3 separate regions of the Mus musculus genome follow, and all the other regions are linked to region 2. A link is a contact called in public Hi-C and promoter capture Hi-C data. All regions are on one chromosome and are shown on one strand. The core of a region is the stretch at or near the end of the contact, and the rest is flanking DNA. Distances in the headings are between cores, read along the strand shown.

What was found. Promoter capture Hi-C pulls out the DNA fragments that hold promoters and counts their contacts. Hi-C and Micro-C count contacts between places; a contact is called where the count stands out from the background.
Region 1: a Hi-C map of CD4 T cells shows a contact between it and region 2, with 6 times the contacts expected there. The contact joins the promoter of Sft2d1 here to the promoter of Prkn in region 2. A contact is called at or near these places in 1 of 39 promoter capture datasets (pre-B cells) and 1 of 484 Hi-C or Micro-C datasets (CD4 T cells).
Region 3: a promoter capture Hi-C map of pre-B cells shows a contact between it and region 2, with 6 times the contacts expected there. The contact joins the promoter of Sod2 here to the promoter of Prkn in region 2.

What each region holds. Positions count from the first base shown.
Region 1 is chr17:8,309,339-8,312,523 of GRCm38.p6, forward strand. Sft2d1 (SFT2 domain containing 1) reads left to right here and starts at 1,765. Exons shown (of 8, transcript NM_134114.2): 1 at 1,765-1,947. The coding sequence starts at 1,885. 4930506C21Rik (RIKEN cDNA 4930506C21 gene) reads right to left here and starts at 1,780. Exons shown (of 5, transcript NR_073374.1): 1 at 1,679-1,780.
Region 2 is chr17:10,838,654-10,841,867 of GRCm38.p6, forward strand. Prkn (parkin RBR E3 ubiquitin protein ligase) reads left to right here and starts at 1,706. Exons shown (of 12, transcript NM_016694.4): 1 at 1,706-1,836. The coding sequence starts at 1,830. Pacrg (PARK2 co-regulated) reads right to left here and starts at 1,538. Exons shown (of 5, transcript NM_027032.2): 1 at 1,108-1,538. The coding sequence starts at 1,215.
Region 3 is chr17:13,006,180-13,009,623 of GRCm38.p6, forward strand. Sod2 (superoxide dismutase 2, mitochondrial) reads left to right here and starts at 1,660. Exons shown (of 5, transcript NM_013671.3): 1 at 1,660-1,889; 2 at 2,005-2,207. The coding sequence starts at 1,867.

The DNA.
Region 1 (3,185 bases), core at 515-3,014, 2.5 Mb before region 2:
CTTACTCATTTTATTATCCCCCACAATGGATCTAATAAATTCTTTGTAACATTGTTCAGAAGACAGGTTTGGCTTCTAGGGAACAAGAAACAATAAAACCTATACATTGGCCTTTTGTTTGTTTGGTTGTATGGGTTTTTGAGACAGGGTTTCTCTGTGTAGCCCTGGCTATCCTAGAACTCACTTTGTAGACCAGGTTAGCCTCTAACACAAGAGATCTGCCTGCCTCTGCCTCCTGAGTGCTGTACTAAAGGCATGCGCCACCACCTCTAGTTCAGTCTTTATTTTGCTTTTAAGATTTATTTATGCTCTGTTTATTTATATAATAATATAAGTTAATATATGTTATATATAATAAATACTAAATATATTTATTTATTTATTATGCTCTATTTGCATGTATGCCTGCATGACAAAAGAGGTCATCAGATCCCTTTATAGGTGGTTGGAAGTCACCAAGTGGGTGCTGGGAATCAAACTCAGGGCCTCTGGAAGAGCATCCAGTGTTCTTAACCTCTGATCCATCTCTCAAGCCCTCAGTCCTTGTTTTTAATAGTTACATTTTGTTCTATATAATTAAATTTGTCAGGCAATTTACACTTCAAGACATGTGTGTTGCCCAAGGTCTCTATTCTACATAAGATCGTACTCGGCCTTAAGAATGACAGGGGCCTGGAGAGATGGGCTCAGTGGTTAAGAGCACTGGCTGCTTTTCCAGAGGATTCAGTTTCCCAGCACCCACACAGCAGCTCACAATCTTCCCTAATTCCAGTTCTAGGGAATCTGATGCCTTCTTCTGATAGCTATGGGCTGTGCATGAATATGGTACACAGACACACAGGCAAATGACAGAAGGGGGTGGGGTCACATATATATCAAATCAGAACACTAAGAGGTTAAGTCTCAGGCAAAACTGGGTTACTAAATAGCTTTCTGTCTGCAACACATTCTAGGATCGTTGTTTATTCTTGTTACTATAATTAACACCCTATCATTTGTACAAATTAATGGGTTTCACTGTGACATTAAGATCCATGTATATGTCACCAGAATTTTTAAACTGCCACTAATTATTTCAAGTACATACTGACTCCTTCAAATCGAGGTTTCAACTATATTGTGAGTACTGGCAATTTCATATATATTGAAAAACAGACTTTTCATAACTACTGTTATCAGATTTTTTAATATAGAAGTTACTATACTTCAAAGGGAAAACGTGTAGCCATATTAAAAACTATTTTATTGGACATCAAGGACGATTTTTATTGTACATTCGTTATCATCTTTGTAATCTTTCAAAGGGCAAAGGGACGGGGCTTTCGCACTTTTGTTCGTTCAGGTCTAACTCCCTGAGAACGCTGGAGCAGTTTCATCTGTAAAAGATCCCCTTCTCTAGTAATGACTGCCTTTCGCGAGGCAGTAGGATTGACAATTAACCCTTTTTTTTTTCTTGATCCAATTTTAAGGAGGAAGCTGTTAGTGAAATCGTTAAAATAAAGGCCATTTCATTACCATCTCTCCAACCCAAAACAATCGGGGCAGGACCTGTCACTCAGTGCCTGGACAGTCATGCAACTGGACACTGTTTCTCTGCACCAGGCCGGACAGACAGCTCTAACTGTGTCCCTCCCTACTGGCTGGCTGAACGATCTTGAGGATAAGAAAAGCCACTCACCAGCCCCCTGCGGGCACCCGTGGGCGCGCCGGAAGTGACGTAATCAGGCCCGCCCCAGCAGATTAAAGAGCAAGGAGGTGCGCATGCTTGAAGGAAGCGGAAGTCCGGATTTCCGGCCGGCGCTTGAAGGTGCGGATTCCGGGCTTCCGGGTGGGCGTGGGGGCCGGACGAGCTAGGGGTCGGCGGCGTGGCAAGAGGACAGGGCTATGGAGAAGCTGCGGCGCGTCTTGAGCGGCCAGGACGACGAGGAGCAAGGCCTGACGGCGCAGGTAACGTCCTCGGCCGCGGCGACAGTGGGAGAGGGGACCGCGAACCGCTCTCGGGGAGTCGGTCCCGGATCCCCGGGACTGTCCGGTCCCCGCTTCTCTGCCATGGCCTTTCTCTGCGCCCTCCCCTCCTGCACCAAGTTCCGCCGCCCCTGCAGCGAGCAGGCCTCGGGGCCAGGCTGCCTGTGGCCGGCTCATTCATTCCAGGTCTCAAGACAGATCTGGGGCTGGGGAGATGGCTCAGCGGTTAAGAGCACTGACTGCTGCTCTTCCAGAGGTCCTGAGTTCAATTCCCAGCAACCACATGGTGGCTCACAACCATCTGTAATGGGGATCTGATGCCCTTTTCTGGTGTGTCTGAAGACAGCTGCTGTGTACTCATATAAATAAATAATAAATAAATAGATCTTTAAAAAAATTAAGGCTGAGATCTGGGCGAGAGACTGGAGAGCACGGACGTGCCAAAGGTTGCCTGTGAAGTCAGCCCTCCTTAGTAATGCATGGTTTTGTTTTGTTTTGTTTAATTAACAGAGCCCTTGTTTGCTTGTGACCCAGACATGAGACTTGATAAAGACTTACTTCCTCCAGTAAGAATTAAAAATAGGCAAACAGGAACTGCTTTGTGTTTTGCACGCTAGCACATTTTGGTGTGTCTTGGCACAGACCTGGGCCTGATTTTGTATTACATGAAGATGTTTTGTTTGTTCGTTTTTCCTTTCTGACTTATTTGTTGGCAGGGCTGAGGTAGCCCGTGTTGAGACAAGTGAACTCTATATTGTATTTTGTGTTTTGTTTGTTTGTTCTTTTTGGGTTTGTTCCAAGACAAAGTCTCACTGTGTAGCCCTCACTGGCCTGGAGCTACAAAGGTCCTCCTGCCTCTGCCTCCTGAGAACTGAAATCAGTATTGTAATTGCAATACAAAAGACCTGTACATAGTCACTTCAGCAATGGCTGTAAATATGGCTTATCCACCGTGCTTGATAGTATCAACTGCTTCATGCTCCACTCTTTGTTCTAGATCTTTGCTGTAGCTATGACCACATGTAGCCACTCAAAATGTAAACAGATTAAAATGTAGAATTTATTTCCGTAGTGGTGCATGCCGTTTTTAAGTGTTGAGTAGCATGTGGCTGCTGCTCAGACATTGCTGGAGTGTTGTCAGGCAGTGCTCTTGTAAATCCTGGGGACAAAGAAGTGAACTTGGTCCTTGGAGCTGTTTCCGGAAGAGAGGAGATTGTGTA
Region 2 (3,214 bases), core at 456-2,955:
AACTGTTAAGGACTGAATAGAGATGCACCTTTTCTGTTTCCTGTAACTCTGCAGTTTGCTTTTACACTCTATAACTACTATAGATCAACCAATATACAATAGCAACATAGGAATCCAAGCTGGAAGTCTACAGGTAATCTACTTCATTTGTGTCCTCTAAGTGGTATGTATAAGATTTGCAATATATAAGTAGAAATATAGTGGGACAACGAAGAACACTATTAAGCTAATATATTGAATTGCTGTATAATAAGATCCTCTCAGGGTGTAAATTGTACAAAATTGAAAACTACATTTAGTATTAAATCTCTCACACTCCTAAACAGGTGCCCACTCAGTAGACAAACATGGTTTAGCATACCAAATCATATGGTATTTAATAAACAAGAAGATTGAAAAGCAGTATTAGGCATATAGCTAAACCGTTTGTGTGCCTTTGAATATTTTCCCCTATTCGTGTTAAGAATATTTTATTTGTATTATCACAACTCATAAAAATGAAATAGGGCTTGTATTATTAGAGACACTTGAAATAGAGCTTATATTGTTTAAAATGTATTTAAAAGGCCTATCAGGAACCAGTCTTCACATAAGTAATTTTTGAATACTTTAACAGGTTAATACCTTTTTTTTTGTCAGAATGTTGCTGAGTAAATGCTAAGGCATTCTAAAATGTCCCAGATGAGATAAATTAGTATATATTACTGATGAGTTTATGTGTCTCATACTGGTTCGTGTTAAATTTTGAAAGCCTATGACTTCTAAGAGCATTCACTCCAGAAGGTCTTGTACTGAGTGGACTAAGTTTACAATAAAGATAAGGATTTTTTTCCCCCTTACCAGTGAAACAGCTTAAGTGTAATTTGGGGTAGTGGAGAAAGCACACTTGCTCAAGAAGGTGCTTATACGCTAACTCAGTACATCGCCTGCCCCAAAGGTTCTTTAACCACCTAGCCTACATCTCTGCACACTGTCGGGCAGAGTCTGCTACTGACCGAGTCATTGCCAGTTCTGGTAAACAGTACCAGGACCCAGGGCTTGTCATCCTCTACAACCACATGTCCCCTGATTCGGAGCAAGTGCGTTCAATCGAGGAAGATCACTTACGACTGAGTTTTTCATCATGGCTTTGACTGTGAAGCCCTCAGAAACCAGGGAACGAGGCTGGTGCACCTGGAACGTCTGTTGTGGCAGCAGTTTAGTCCTCTTCGGCATCTTGTCTGGGCATTTGTTTAAGGTCAGGGTCTCTTTTTCTACCACATTCTTCCTAGAAAACGTCTTGTTCTTATCAGAGGTGTGGAAGAAAAACCAGTGGCTTTTACAGAAGTGAGCAGGGGGTCGGGAAAACACTCTAAAAGGCTCTAGTGGTAGAAATTCAACCCCTCGTGCTGCCCAGGGAGATCCAGATGTTTGGCAGCACCAAGGTGGAGGGAGTTTAGGGGAGGAGAGGGGCGGGAAGAGGGCTGGGATCCGAGGCTAGAGTCTCTAAGAGCTTCCAAAGGTGTAAGCCTCCCGGTTGCTAAGCGATTAGTCAACATTAGGAGACGCTAGTCCCGCCCCTCCGTGACGAGCGTTTCCGGAAAAGGTTACCAGCGAAGACAGTTGCAGCTGCCGGAGGCGAATCTTACGGGTTAAAACTACGCCTCCCAGCAGGCTTCGCGCTAGGGGCGGGTGGTTGCGCGTGCGCACTGCGCCCGCCTGGCTCGCGAGGGGAAGGGGGAGGAGGCCTGGATGACTAAACCTGACAGAAACGCTGGTGGGAGGCTCGGGCGGGCGCCAGTGCCCGCGTAGGTCCTTCTCGACCCGCAGCCACCACCCGCCCGGTGACCATGATAGGTACGTGGGTGCCTGCCAGGTACAATCTCTCCGCGCCGCCCCGCGTCCGTGTGTGGCACCACGTCACACCCCACGGGTCCGAGTGGGATCCTCGGGGGCCGACCCGAGCCACCTGTCAGTGTCACGGCGGAGGCGTGCGTGCCGCGCTCCGTCCGCTCTGTGGGCTTCCTCGGCCCGCCCCCCCCCCCCCCCCCGCCCATAGCCTGGTCCGGTGTGTGCTAGAGCATTAGGTATGAGTTTCCAACCTGCCTTAGCCAAGGTTAGCTCGCTGAAGACTGTATCCCCACGGACACCCGCGTGCTCCACTGCGACCCCCGACGGCGGGGCTCGCCCTGCCGCTCCACGGGGTGACCAGCCCAGGTCTGTTTCGGTCAAGCTGTCCTTCACTTCAGGGCGAGTTCACACACCCTAGGACTTAAAGAAAATCTCAGGAAAGCATCTGCCTCGTGGAGATCGCACCTCAGTTCTGTCTTTTTAAATGTGTCCTCGGAGATCTGAGACGAAAGACTAGCCGAGTAGATAACTGCAAAGATGGCTTTTTCCCCCACTACAGTTTGTGACTGGGTGCAGTTTGACCAGTGCAGCTTTGGAAGTGGCCACTAGGGTTGTTCTAAGCAGTGTGAAGTAGGCAGATTGGAAAGGACCTCCCTGACAGAGATGTTATATGTGAAGCCACGTTTTGGGTTCTCCTCCGGGATAAGTAGAAATAAATGCATAATTTAGCGCACATTCCCGTTTGGAGGTTTCGTTACTGTAGACTCGCCGCCCCCATCCAAGTGATGTTCTGAAGATGTAGTGAACTTGTTTGTGATATATGCCTGACAGGTATCGCACTAAGCACATCTGAAGTCGGTCTATTTGAGATGTGTCTAGAAGATGGATGAGAGGTGCATTTATGAAGTAAATGCGTTACACGGTGAAAGTAGCCGAGTCTGTTTTAACTCATAAAAGTAATGTTACAAGTGTGCAGCCCTCCTCTCTTCCTCTTGAGAGTCATGCTAGGCAGCTAAGATGCTCCTGGAAGCAGAGGTGCACGCTCATGGTGTCTAGCTGCTTCTTCCCTCCATAGGGCAGTGTGTATTTTGGATGAATGAATTGGAAACTTGTTAAATTAAGAAAAAAAGTATACATTTTTATGAATGGCACTAAGCTTTTAAGTGACATTTACTTAAGAGTCGTTTGTAAACCCAAATCTGAACTGATTAGTGCGAACCAAGTGGGACAGATTAGGAAAAAAAATACAGATTTTACAAGAGAGAAATACCTCATATTTTGAAAACAATTACACACGTTTAGTTTCTTTCAACTTAAACTAGTTCATGGATGATTTTGATAAGCAAATGTCCCCTAAGGCTATATAAATATAGGAAATTAAGAC
Region 3 (3,444 bases), core at 410-2,909, 2.2 Mb after region 2:
AGGAAAGCTGCTAACAGGGAGTGGAACCAGCCCAGGAGAAAGCAGTTGTTGCAGTCAACAAAGATGAAAAAGGAGTGGAGATCTGAAGACCGCTTTGACATCAGCCATGGAGACGCAGAGTTTGGAGTTTACCCAGCTGGTTTCCTGTCTTTCTTTGGGGATTACAGTTAAGTGATTGGATGAATCTCAGAAGAGACCTTGAACTTTGGATTTTTAATATTGTTGAGACTGCTATAGACTATGAGGACTTGAAAAGTTTGACTAAATGCATTTTTTTTTGTTTTTGTTTTTGTTTTTTTTTTTTGAGGCAGGGTTTCTCTGTATAGCCCTGGCTGTCTTGGAAATCACTTTGTAGACCAGGCTAGCCTTGAACTCAGAAATCCGCCTGCCTCTGTCTCCGGAGTGCTGGGATCAAAGGCATGTGCCACCACACCACCATAGCATTTTGCATTATGCTATGTTTAAGTATGGCCCCCCATAGACTCATGTTTTTGAACAAGTCTATGGGGGGCCAGGGAGTGGAGCATGATGGTTTGTATATTCTTGGGCCAGGGAATGGCACCATCTGGAGGTGTGGCCTTGTTGGAATAGGTGTGACCTGGTTGGAATGGGTGTGTCACTGTGGGTGTGGGCATAAGATCCTCACCCTAGTTGCCTGGAAGTTAGTCTTCCACTAGCTGCCTTTGGATGAGGACATAGAACTCTCAGCTCTGCCTGTGCCATGCCTGCCTGGATACTGCCATGCTCCCACCTTAATGATAATGGACTGAACCTCTGAACCTGTAAGCCAGCCACAAGTAACTGTTGTTTTTTATAAGACTTGCCTTGGTCATGGTGTCTGTTCACAGCAGTAAAACCCTAACTAAGACACAGGTCATCCATACAGCTCCGGTCTGACGCCTGTGGACAGGTTTCTCCCTACCGGAAAGCATCCTCTTGCAATTCCCCTTACCCTAAGCCCTGTCATCCTTAGGAGGCCTGCAAAGGGGGTGGGAAAAAACCACCGGGAACTACTCAGCCAACTGCCTTCTGCTTTCTTAGTGTTTTCTAATCAGGGAAGACATAAACCCATTAAGTAGAAGAGGAAAGCTGTATAATTGTTATGGAAACATTTGATAGCCACTGCTTCTTAGACTAATAAGTCCACAAAGGGAAACAATGTCCTTTTACATTTGGTCGAGTGGGTTGGTTTTTGAAGTCACTGAATGTTGCAGAGTTTAATCAAGAAAGATGAACCTCGCCTTCTAATCCGGACTCTTACTAGTTAACTGGCAAGCTGCACCCGGAGTCCGCAACCCCAGTCTCAGGGGCAACAAAGATGAACACACGCAAACCTGCGACGTGATTTAATGTCAGGTTAGGCCCCAGGGAAGGTCACTCCGGGCATAAATTAACTGGGTCAGAGGGGCCCTGATTACTCCATAATTCTGACCAGCAGCAGAGCCTTGGCTTTCCGGAGGAAAGTCTCCAGGGTTTCCCAGAAGCAGGAGTAGAAATAGAGTGGAAGCTTTGCAGCTCACAGCCAGAGCTGGACAGGGCGGCCCGAGGAGGGGCGGAGCCACACCGCGGGGCGGACGGGGTTCCCCGAGGCGGGGCGGGGCCAAGGCCGATGGTGGGGGCGTGGCTGTAGCAAGCACGCGGCCTCTACCAATTTGGCACAGGGGAGACGTTGCCTTCCCAGGATGCCGCTCCGTTATGCGCCGGGCCGTCCGTGTCGCCGTCCTCCCCTCCGCTGATGGGCGCTGCGGGCAGGGTCACCGCTTCGCTGTGTCCTTGCGGACGCCGGGCGGACGCTGCCTAGCAGACGCGCGCCTGCGAGCGAACGGCCGTGTTCTGAGGAGAGCAGCGGTCGTGTAAACCTCAATAATGTTGTGTCGGGCGGCGTGCAGGTGAGCGGCAGGGCCCCGGGGCCTCGGCGTCCCCTACGGGTGGGTCTCGGGGCGGCGGGCGTGGCTGGCTCGCCGTGTCAGTGGCGTGACCCGCCGTCCTCTCTGTTCCTCTCAGCACGGGCAGGAGGCTGGGCCCTGTGGCCGGTGCCGCGGGCTCCCGGCACAAGCACAGCCTCCCAGACCTGCCTTACGACTATGGCGCGCTGGAGCCACACATTAACGCGCAGATCATGCAGCTGCACCACAGCAAGCACCACGCGGCCTACGTGAACAATCTCAACGCCACCGAGGAGAAGTACCACGAGGCTCTGGCCAAGGGTAGGTGCGGGGCCCCTGCACACGAGGATCCCGGTGGCCGGACGGAGGTCTGTTTCGATGCCGGGGAATACCTCCGTTGGTTCGCATAAACGTCCTTTCCTATCCCGGAAAACACAGGACCTCACGAAAGTACTTGACGGACCTTACTGTTGTGTCCTTTTTTGTCACCCGTGTTGCTAGCTAGCATTGGTGGTGGTCCTTTAAAGACAGCTCTCGGACGCTGCTCCTTTTTGCGTAATGAATATTTAGTTTTTGTTTTGCATATGAATATTTAAAATATGCGGTTGTTATATAACGTGGCTTCAGGAGAGTTTGTTTTGCTTATTTTTCAGGTAGCCTTGGCAGCCATTTGCAGGAGGGTTGAGAGTGCCCGAGCTGGGTCAGCCAGGTGCCCTTGGGTGAGAGGGTGGTTGGGGCTAGAAGTGGCTGGGGTTTTGCTGAGAGCAAGCGATATTGGTGGCCTGGCAGCAGGTGCAGGAGAGGGTCTGAAGTGGCATCAGAAGACTGCAGTCCGAGTTGTGATTATTGTCACCGTTGTGGACAACAATAGGATTAGTTCAGTCTAGGGCTGGGACTCCCTGACCCCTTGGATATCTCTGGACATCCTGTTTCACACTCTTTACCCTTGGGGGGGGGGGGAGGAAAAGACAGGAACGAGCACTTAGCTGCAGAACAGGCTAGACTTGGTACTTTTGGGGTCAAAGTTCACAAGAAAAATAGCTATTTTGTGAGAAACTGAGTATCTGTCACTGAATGGAACAGTAGGCAAGCTTATTTATTTACCTATATTTTTAAGCGCTCAGCCAACAAAATCCATAGTGCAGAGTTCTGTGTTTGCACCCCTAGATGATGTATATGGGAATGCTATAGTATTAAAAAACCTCTGTGTGTGTGTGTGTGTGTGTGTGTGTGTGTGTGTGTGTGAATGGATTCGTGCTGACACACGGAGCCAGTGGAGGTTAGAGGATAACCTAGGGCATTGGTTCTCTCCTTCCACTGTGGTATCCAGAAACTAAGCTCAGATTGTCAATTCAAGTCAGGGTGTCAGGTTTTCCTGGCAAGAGCCTTTTTGTGTTTTACCTGTTGAGTCAACCACAATTTCTGGGAATTTTTTTGGAAGATTTATTTATTATTATATTTTTATTATTATTTATTATTATTACATATACTGTAACTGTCTTCAGACAGAGGGCGTAAGTACACTGTAGCTGTCTTCAGATACACCAGAAGAGGACAT